Linked DNA regions of Sus scrofa: region 1 is linked to region 2. The links are chromatin contacts, called in public HiChIP or PLAC-seq maps. All regions are on one chromosome and are shown on one strand. The core of a region is the stretch at or near the end of the contact, and the rest is flanking DNA. Distances in the headings are between cores, read along the strand shown.

Region 1 (4,945 bases), core at 606-3,105, 140 kb after region 2:
AGGGACCCGCCAGTCTCCACTTCTGCTTTCACGGCCTCCTTGGGCCTTGCCTTCTAGAAGCTCCCCACACCACCTCAGCCTCTGGCCGGGCTGCCCGGGGCCCCGTGCTGTCCACAAGCTGACCGACCTCCCTCCTGGGCTCTGCAGGGCACATCAGCTGGTCTGAGGAATCCACCTGTCCCCACGGGCAAGGGCCCTGGGACCCAGGCTGCCTGGGCCTATCGGTGGGTCTGCCTTCCGGCTCTGGCTATCGGAGTGGGCCTGCTGCCCTCCCAGGAAGGGGCCGCCCCCGCTCCCAGCAGAGAAAGGCGATGAGAAGCCCCCATCACCAGGCCTGCTCCCTTCCAGGCTGATACCACAGGCCGCTCTGCTGTAACTTCCTGTGGGGGCAGGGCCTTCCCACCCAGGCTGGGCCTGTCACCAGCCTGCTGAGGGCTTCCGCCTGAGGAGAGGGTGTGGGAGTGAGTCCCTGTCACCAAGAGCCCCCTCTGCTCTCCCCTCAGACCCCCAGAATGACCCCCAAGGCCAGGCCTCTCCTGCCCAGAAGTGGGTGAACGGGGGACTGGGGCTGCCCCTTGGGGTCTTAGCAAAGCCAGTTGGAGGGGAGGAAGGAAAGACAGCGGGAGGGAGCGGAAGTTAAGTTGGGGAAATATCTTTTTTGGAACCAAATGATTAAGCTGCTGCCTGAGTCACTGCGACTCTGTTATCGAGAGCTGCGCAGCAGGGCCGGCCCGGAAGTGCCAGGGGACCCGTGGGCACTCACTGATCTCCTCCACAATCTTCAGGAGCACCCCACCGATGTGCGACTCCCCTGTGACCCGGAGGGTGACCGACTCGGCCTCGGGGTCCTCTTCTCCGACGAACACCCGCAGCTCCCAGGACGAGTCGATGTAGTCCCCCGTGGCTGTCTGCATGCCCGCCATGGCTGCGGTGGCTCTGCGGGAGGGTGGGCAGGACGCTGGGTGGGCAACCGGGGCCTGGCAGGTCGCCCGTGGTTCCCCGGGGCAAGCGGGAGGGAGAGAGTGAGCCCTCGGGCCAGAACGCCCCAACGGCAGCAAGACACGGGCCGAGTCGTTCCAGGCAGAGCGGAGATGGTTGAGCTGGAGGGACCCTCGGCGACCACGTCACCCAGCCCTCTCCCTTCGTACCAGACGGAAGATGAGGGCGGGTAAGAGAGGAAGGGGCTCCCTCAAGATGACTCAGCTCCATGCCCGTAGCCCGGCCCCAAGCCCACACTGGCAGCTGCCCACCCTGGAAATGGTTGTAAACCCAGGTCAGAAAATAGTCCGGATCAGGCCCAAAGCTCAGCTCCATCACCCCAAACCAGCCGGAGCCTCTCTAGGGCAGTGGGAAGTCCAGGCTGCCACATGGAGAGAGGCACGCTGGGCAGAGGGGCACCGGGAGGCCGGGGAAGACAAGGGTCTTTGGGCCTCCGGCCTCCCACCCACTTACCTTGTCTGCAAGGGGGTGGGGTTGCTGGTGGGGGGTCAGGGTGTGAGCCACTCCTGGCCTCAGCCCGCACACCTGCAGGCCACTGCTCGCTTCTTTCCCCTCCGCTTTCTCTCTGGAGCTTTCTTCAGAGGGCAGCCCTTGCGTCTTATCATGAACAGGGCGGGCTCAGCCCCTCCCCAGGGCGGGCTGGAGCTGGGTGCAGGAAGCAACTGCCAGTAGGGAGGTGGAGGTGGCGGTGGCGGTGAGGGTTCCACTGGGGCCCTGCCTTTGCTCCCAGTGAGCACAGGAAGCAAGTGGGGCTTGGGGACCCAAGACCACGCCAAGAGTCCCTTCCTTTGGAGGAAAGCTCAATTCAAATCAGAGAAGTTACCAAATCATGTTCCCCTAGAGAAAGCCATCTCTCATCTCCAACCTGTCATGAGGTGGGGGGGTCTCTGGGCTGTACGCATCACTCTGCTGCCAAGAGGGGGAGCTGTGGGTGGGATCCGGGTTGCTTGGGAACTTGGCAGGTCAAGTCAGCTCAAGCCTAGGAGGCCCTTTATCACCACAAAGCAGATCCGTGAAAGCCCCCCAACCCCGAGGGAAATACCCGCTTTGTCTTTTCTGCCCAAGCAGGGACTTCTACCTCCAAACCTGTCAGCCAGAGAGCTGCCCACGGGAGTGGCTGAACAGAAATTAGCCCTGATGTCTCCCAACCTGCCTGCCCCGCACCTTCAGGTCTTAAGGCTCCAGACTTGTTTCCGCCACTGTGGCACCACCTGCTCGTGCTTCCCTAGGCCAGGGCCCACGAGGCTCACTCCTGTTAAGTCCATACACACACGGGACTTGGAGACTCCTGGCAGCCCATCATCTTCCTGCCTATCACCCACACGGGTACCTGAGCTTTGGGAGCAAGGCCTTATATTCACCAGCAGCTCCCAAGCAGAAATTCTTTGTTTTTTGTCCTTTTAGGGCCTCAACCTCAGCACATGGAGGTTCCCAGGCTAGGGGTTGAATTGGAGCTACAACTGCCAGCCTATGCCATGGCCACAGCAATGCCAGATCCGGGACGAGTCTGCGACCTACACCACAGCTCATGGCAAGACCGGATCCTTAACCCACTGAGCAAGGCCAGGGATCAAACCCACAACCTCATGGTTCCTAGTCAGATTCGTTTTCGCTGTGCCACAATGGGAACTCCCCAAGCAGAAATCCAACTTTCTAGATGATCAGTTTGGGGATGGAACAGAGCCTGAAGAGACAGTAGCAACAAAGGTAGAGGAATCCCTGTGGAGGTGGCTTTTGAACTATGCCACCCAAATGAGTGAGGCGGCCTGCTGGGGATTCCCAAGGGGCCAGTTTATGCAAAGTCAAGGCTGCAGGAAGTGCAGCCAGCTGCTGGCCTCAGCTGCTTCCTAACCAACAAGCTGCACTCATGGAGCAAATGAGGAAGTTTTATTCCAGCCCCAGAAGAAACCCCAGGCCAAGGTTTTAGAAAGTTTGTTGCAACCATGATAAAGTGCTCAGGCTCAGTCCAGGGCAGGGAGTTAAGAAGTAAAACTTAACAAGCAGCAGCTGACAGACTTCAGCTCTCCAAAAGGGAGGTCTGAAGCATCTCTTGCAATGGAAATTGGTTTTGTTTCACGGGTGAGATCCAGCATCCTTTGGGTCTAACTGGTTTGTGGATTTGAGATTAGAATGTGGAGAACTGGAAGTTCATCTGAACCTCAGGAGCTGGGCCTCTCTGGGCTGGAGCCTCCGATTTCCCTCCAATGGTTCACTGAGCAACAGCACCACCTAGCGGCCACCTCACTAGGCTGTGGAACCAGGTCAAGCTCACACAGACCCCACCCCTTGAGGACAGACAGACAGGCTCTGGTTCTCAGGAGCCAATCTGCACTCACACTTCTGCCAACCCAGGCTGTGACCCCGCAGGACAGCAAAATCTTTTGGCATAAAAATTAGGGACACAGCCTTGTATAACCACGCCTGACTGGCTTGTTTTATTGGAGAAGAGGACGTGGAGTTAACAATGTGAGAACAGCTGGGACCTGAGGTTGGGAAGCACACCCTCCCCTCCCCATACAAGCCCACTGTCCCAAATAAAAAATAACCAACTATGGGAGAGCAGCTGAGACAGCGACTGGGGGCAGGGGAAGGAGACATGGAACTCGAGGGCAGCAGAAGAGACCATGCGTGTGCCGGGAGGGCCCAGAGGCAGCGGCTGCACGAGTAACGGAGTGTAAGTCTCTGCATCGTCCACAGGGGTCTGTATAAATATATAGCAGTTGTTCGCTTGTTTCCCCTCCTCTCCCTTCTGCTCCGTGCTGCGTGCCGCCGTCCCAGCTCCTCTTTCCACAGGAGGACGAAGGGAAGGGGGATGACGAACATGTCATCACCGAATTGCGATCAGACCCACGTCCATCAGCTTCTGGATCTTCTGCGCTATTACAGGATTCTTTAGGTGTCTGATAAAGAAGAGGCCAAGTTATTTGAAATGAGACTTTACCTAAAAAATTTACTTGCTCGCAGAGCAAGCTCCATTGCAAACCCTTGAGGCCACCAACAGGAGGTGGGGAAGGGGGAACTGTGAAGACCGCCCAGCAGAGAACCGCACAGGCCCCCTCTGCCGGCGCTGGGAACCTGGCCCGCCCCACTGCGCAGGAGTCCACAGACAACAGCTCTCAGCTGAGTGAGACCTTTCCCCCAGCAAAAGTGGCCTTCCCAACGAAGTGCTGGAGCCGTCATCACTAACGCTAGCTCACTACCACTGCCAACCTCCTGAATAAGAATTACACAGTAGACGTCCCCACCCAGCCCCATCATACTGCTGCCAACATGTGCCTCCCTCCCTGCTTTTGTCCGCCTTCTCCTGCTGAGGCTGCACACCCCGCCCCCAACCGGACTTACTCGCTGAGCGCCTGAGGGTCCTTCTGCATCTGTTCCAGGATGAGCCGCATGGCTGGGTCACTCATGATCTGCTGCACCTCAGGGTCGGCCATGGCCCGCCGCTTCACATCTTCCGGGCTGTCGTGTCGGTTGTACTGGGCCATCACGCAGCGCTGGTAACCGTCGGCGGCCTCCTGCATTTCAGCAAAGCCAAAAGGGGAGGGCGTTAGCACTGCCCGGCTCACTGCTGGCAAGGTAACCAACAGAAGCCACTGAGAAGGGGACGGACTACAGAGAATCGGGCGAGGAGGGGTGGGTGAAGGACACCGCAAAGACACAAAGGGGAGTGGCGGGTGGGGAGAGCTCGCCGAAGGCCAGACGCAGCCCCACCTTACAGTTGGCATCCAGGTCGAGCGCCTTCTGGTAGACGTCCATGGCTTTCGTGTAGTCTTTCATGGCTTCCAGGGCAGCTGCTTTCCGGGTATAGCCCTTGACTGTAGGCAGAGAGGGGAGCGGTGAGACATCACCCCAAACACACCTCTGAAGGCTGCTCTGCCACCCCTTTATCTCAACACCAGCATCCCCGGCCCAATGTGAGCTTGTAAACACGCAAGGTTCCAAAGAC
Region 2 (4,765 bases), core at 2,237-4,736:
CACCCCCGCCCCAGCATCCCCCAGCCCAGAGCCATAGCCCGGGCCCCAGTGTGTGCAGAGAGGTATGGGGGTGAGCCGGGAGCCTCACCTGGAAGAAGGGGTGATTCTTAACTTCCTGTGCCCCCTGGGGTCCCGCACCCAGCCGTTTCTTGGGATCCTTGCAAAGTAGCCGCTGCAGTAGGTCCTGTGCCACTGGCCCGATCCGAGGGGGGAAGGGAGGGGAGCACTTCAGGATCCGTCTGGGAGGATTGGGGGGGGCGTCAGGGGCAGCGAGCCCCCCCCCAGCCCTGCCCAGGCCCCTCGGCCACCCTCTGCTTCCAGCCCTACTCACCGAGACACCTCTGCCTGTGTATTCCGCTCACCCTCCAGGGTGAAGGGCGAGGCCCCTGTCAGCAGCTCAAAGAGCAGGATGCCTAGGCTCCACCAGTCCACAGCCTGCCGGGCAGAGGCAGGATGAGGGCCTGCGGCCACCCCTGCCTCCCCCTCCACCCCCCTCCACTCCCCCCCACACTCTCACGAGCTCTGCACTGCACCTGTGTGTGCTTTTTTTTTTTTCTTTTTGGTCTTTTTGCCATTTCTAGGGCCGCTCCCACGGCATATGGAGGTTCCCAGGCTAGGGGTCAAATCGGAGCTATAGCCGCTGGCCTACACCAGAGACACAGCAACTCGGGATCGGAGCCACGTCTGCAATCTACACCACAGCTCACAGCAATGCCGGATCCTTAACCCACTGAGTGAGGCCAGGGATCGAACCCACAACCTCATGGTTCCTAGTCAGATTCATTAACCACTGAGTCACGATGGGAACTCATGTGTGTGCTTTTAATAAGTGAACCCACCTTGCCGTGGCCTGACTTGCTGCGGATGATTTCAGGAGCCATGTACTCAATGGTGCCACAGAAGGAGAAGGTCCGCTCTTTCTGGGAAGGCAAGAGGACCCTTTTGTATTGTTTGTTTTGTTTCCTGTTTTGTTTTGTTTTAGGGCCACAGGGGCGGCATATGGACGTTCCCAGGCTAGGGGTCAAATCAGAGCTACAGCTGCCAGTCTACACCACAGCCACAGCAATGCCAGATCCCTAACCCACTGAGCAGGGCCAGGGATCGAACCTGCATCCTCATGGATACTAGCCAGGTTCGTTACCTCGGAGCCACAACAGGAACTCCAAGAGGACCCATTTGGACACCTAGCCATCCCCAAGGCTCAAGATAAGACTCGCTGGACTTCGTAAGGGTTGGAGCAGTGGGAACTTCCTGAAGGTAGGGCCTGACTCTAATCAGCTCTGGGCCCCCGAGGAACACAGAGCCCAGCATGGAGCTGAAGCCAGGAAGGGAGGGCCTGTGTGGGGCTGCAGGAGGCCAAGACCGCCCTTCACTCACCTCCTCCGTCAGGAACTCCTTGCTAAGCCCAAAGTCCGTGAGGACGATATGGCCCTCGGAGTCCAGCAGCACGTTCTCCAGCTTCAGATCTCGGTAGATGATGCCCAGCTGGCAGGAGCAAGAAGGCACTGAGGATTCCTCCCCCGCCTCCCCCCGCTGCTACAGCTCCCATCCCTGCACCAGATCCCTGGGGAAGCGGATCTCCCGAGCAAGGGTGGCCGGGGGCAGACCTAGGCCATTGGATAGAAAAAGCCACTTAAGATATGAAAGCAAGAAAGGAGATGCGAGGGAGTGGGGCCTGAGGTCCCAGAGAGAGGAAAGCCATGCGAAGCCTCATTTCATGCTGGCTCTGGGAGCCAAGGCGTGAGCTCTCTATTTGAGGAAGTTCTGTGAACATGGCCCCAGGAAGCAGCCCGGAGTTCCCGCGACAGGAAAGCCCCTTCGAGGAGGTGCGAGGGGAGGAGAGACCCCCCCCCCAACCAGGCAACACAAGGCCTTCCTTCCAGGAGGCCTAACAGAAGCAGCTCCAGTTCCCTCCCAGGGCACCTCCCCAAAGGAAGCCCCCGGCTGCTATATTCACAGGACTCTTCTAAGGCCCAGACCCAGTCCCCACGGCAACGGGCAGGTGGCCAGGTCCTCACCCACCTTATGCAGGTGCTCCAGGGCCAGCACGATCTCGCCCCCGTACACGCGCACCTCGGCCTCCTTGAAGTACTGGCGCTGGTAGAGGTGGGTGAACATCTCTCCGCCGTTCACATAGTCTGGGGAGGGGGGGTGGAGGTTGGGGAGTGGCCCCCAAGGGTCGCTCCACCTGCCACCGTGGCCCCCAAGGTTGGCACGTGCCTGCCCTTACCCAGGATGAGGTGCAGCTTGGCATCAGTCTGGAAGGCGTAGTGCAGCGTGACCAGGAAGGGTGCCTGGCGCACCAGCTCCAGCACGGAGCGCTCCGTGCGTGTGTGCTCCTGCGTCTTGGCCCGCTGCACCAGAGCCGCCTTGCGCAGCACCTTCATGGCATACAGCTTCCCCGCGTCGTGCCCGCCTGCCTTCCGCACCAGGAACACCTTCCCGTAGGCTGCGGGAGCGGCGAGTGGGCGGAGAGTAGGCCGTGAGCAGGAGGGTGGTGCAGACTGGTGAGGGTGGGAGTGACACCACCCCGGGAGGGTGTGCAAGTGGCGGGGAAGGAGCTGGGGTGAGAGGCAGGTGTGCAAAAGCTGGCAGAGCTCTAAGGAAAAGGTGTGCACACCCCCGGAGGGTGCTCAGCAAAACCGGGTGGGTGGGGGTGCAGTGTGTAAACCAGGCTGGGGGGGACACGCAACCCCAGGAGGCCTGCAGCGCAGGGTGGGGGCGGGGCATGTGCAAACCTGTGGCTGATCAGACAAATGCAAGAGGATGCAAAGCCCAGGAAGGGAGGCAGAGGTGCGTGCAGAGGGGAGGGATGGTCAAACCCGAGGGGGGCAGTTTGCAAAGCAGGGGAGAGGGCTCTCATCTCTCTAGAGGAGGAACCCTGGAATCACACAGGCGGGTACAAGCCCCCAAGAGTGTTGGCAAACCTGGAAGGACCTTCCAGGGAGAAGCAGTGTCAACGTGGAGCAGCCCCGGGAGTGGGCGTGCAAACCTTGGCAGGGCAGGGCAAGGCTGGCAAAGCGGGCTGTGCCAGGAGAGGGTGGGGGACACTGTGGGTGGCCTGGCCCGGCCCGGGCGGGTGCGGGGCGGGTGGCCCAGGGCACCACGCCTGGGACACCTGCCGGTGGATGGGGGGGGTCCTCACCTCCCGTGCCCAGCACCTTGAGCAGCTGGAAGTTCTCCACGCCCACCTTCTCCTCGTGCCCGGTCAGGTTGGCTGCGGGCACAGGGGGCAAATGAGCCCAGCCAGTGCACGAACCCTCCCGGCCGGCCTGGACCACCCTCCCCCGGCCTGCGCCCCCGCCGCCCCTGCCCCACCTTCGGTGATCCGCAGCTCCACCGCACAGCCTTCGTCCTCGTCCTCGTCCCCCATGGCGGGCGGGTCGCTGGGGCCCGCGAGGCTCGGCTCCGGGCGGCGCCGGTTACATGGCGGCTCCGGCCGGGGCGGGCGCTTCCTGGTGCCGCCTCCGGGGCCCAGGCGGGCGCCGGCGCCGCCTCCCGGCTCCCCGCCCCGTGCGGCCTGAGTCAGGCGCTGGAACGTGACAGCGCCGGGCCGCCGGTGGGCGGGCGGGGGCGGTCCGTCTCCCGCGGGCGCGCGGGGCTGGCGCCAGGGTTGTGCGCTCGGGGACCCCAGGGGACCTGCGAATATCCCATGCCTGGACTCCGTGGATAACCTGGAGCCTCCATGGGGTGGACACTCCCAAGCCAGGTGTCTGCCTCAGGCTGCGCCCCAAGGGGACTGGGAGTCCCACTCGGGATTTAGAGGCCTCCCCGTCCGGGATGCCAGGCCTAAGGGCAGCCAAGCAGCTCTGTCCAATTCTTAGCCACCAGCGAAAGTGAAGGATTTTCTTAAAATCACAACCCACGGGCAGTTCCTGCTGTGGTGCATCAGGTTAAGGATCCCTTGCTGTCTCCGTGGTGCGGAGGGTCCCATCCCTGGCCCCAGCGGTGGGTTAAGGATCCAGCATTGCTGCTGCTGTGGCATAAGTTGCAGCCGGGGCTGGAATTCGATCCCCAGCCCAGAAACTTCTCCATGCTTCAGGTGCAGCCAAAAAAAAAAAAAAAAAAAAACCACTCAGTCCCGGGTTTCAGCACCAAAAAAAAAAAAAATCACAAGCTGTTTTTGATCATTCCTTGACTGCAGCAAATAGGAGAGGGGATCTATAGATCCCCTTGACAGATGAGCAGCCTGAGGCCGCACGGCCACCCTTCTCCAGCTGCTGCCAGCGCAGCCTCAGCTTAGCACCTCACTCTGTGGCTCTCGATCTTGGTGCTGGGCAGGCTGGGAGGGTGTTTGGGTCCCTGTCTATACCCTGAACAGCCAGAGATCCTCTCTCTGCGGACTTGCCTGTGCAGGGAAGGCCTGGGGGCCCAGGCACCCTGAAGACCAAGCCCTGTCTCTGGGCTCCCCCTACCCAGAGGACCACCTGCAGGGGACACTGAGAGGGAGCCCCGCCTGACCCCCAGCAGGGAGGGGCAGCCAATTTTCTGACCGAATCTCTCTTGAGCAGACCTGTAAGAGCGCCTCAGCCTCCAGCCACCCTTCGCGGCCCCGCCGGTGCCACGCACCTCCCTTGGTTCTGTCCCCTGTCATCCCCAAGCCTGGCACAGAGTAGACCTCAAAAAGATGTCAGAGCCACACCAGAATGGCTTCCTTTCCCCATCGGGCCCAGGACCCCTGGCTGGCCTGTGTTTCAGAGCCTCATCCCCTCCCTGACCGTTGAAGGGGCCACCAACAGCCTGGGGCAGCCATCAGAGCCCCTCC

The links. HiChIP or PLAC-seq counts read pairs in DNA pulled down with a chosen protein or histone mark.
Region 1: a contact with region 2 is called in an H3K27ac HiChIP or PLAC-seq map of alveolar macrophages. The contact joins the promoter of FERMT3 here to the promoter of RPS6KA4 in region 2. A contact is called at or near these places in 2 of 5 promoter capture datasets (fetal liver and liver), 5 of 47 Hi-C or Micro-C datasets (alveolar macrophages, mesenteric adipose tissue, omental adipose tissue and 2 more) and 1 of 2 datasets of contacts at active chromatin or transcription factors (alveolar macrophages).

The regions. Positions count from the first base shown.
Region 1 is chr2:7,908,037-7,912,981 of Sscrofa11.1, forward strand. It overlaps FERMT3 (fermitin family homolog 3), which reads right to left and starts at 1,856. Exons shown (of 15, transcript XM_003122594.4): 1 at 1,453-1,856; 2 at 764-936. The coding sequence starts at 923. It overlaps STIP1 (stress-induced-phosphoprotein 1), which reads right to left. Exons shown (of 15, transcript XM_003353794.4): 13 at 4,711-4,814; 14 at 4,342-4,514; 15 at 3,407-3,899. The coding sequence ends at 3,827.
Region 2 is chr2:7,761,815-7,766,579 of Sscrofa11.1, forward strand. RPS6KA4 (ribosomal protein S6 kinase alpha-4) reads right to left here and starts at 3,487. Exons shown (of 16, transcript XM_005660758.3): 1 at 3,319-3,487; 2 at 2,231-2,449; 3 at 2,023-2,138; 4 at 1,378-1,485; 5 at 840-920; 6 at 332-435; 7 at 89-239. The coding sequence starts at 3,373.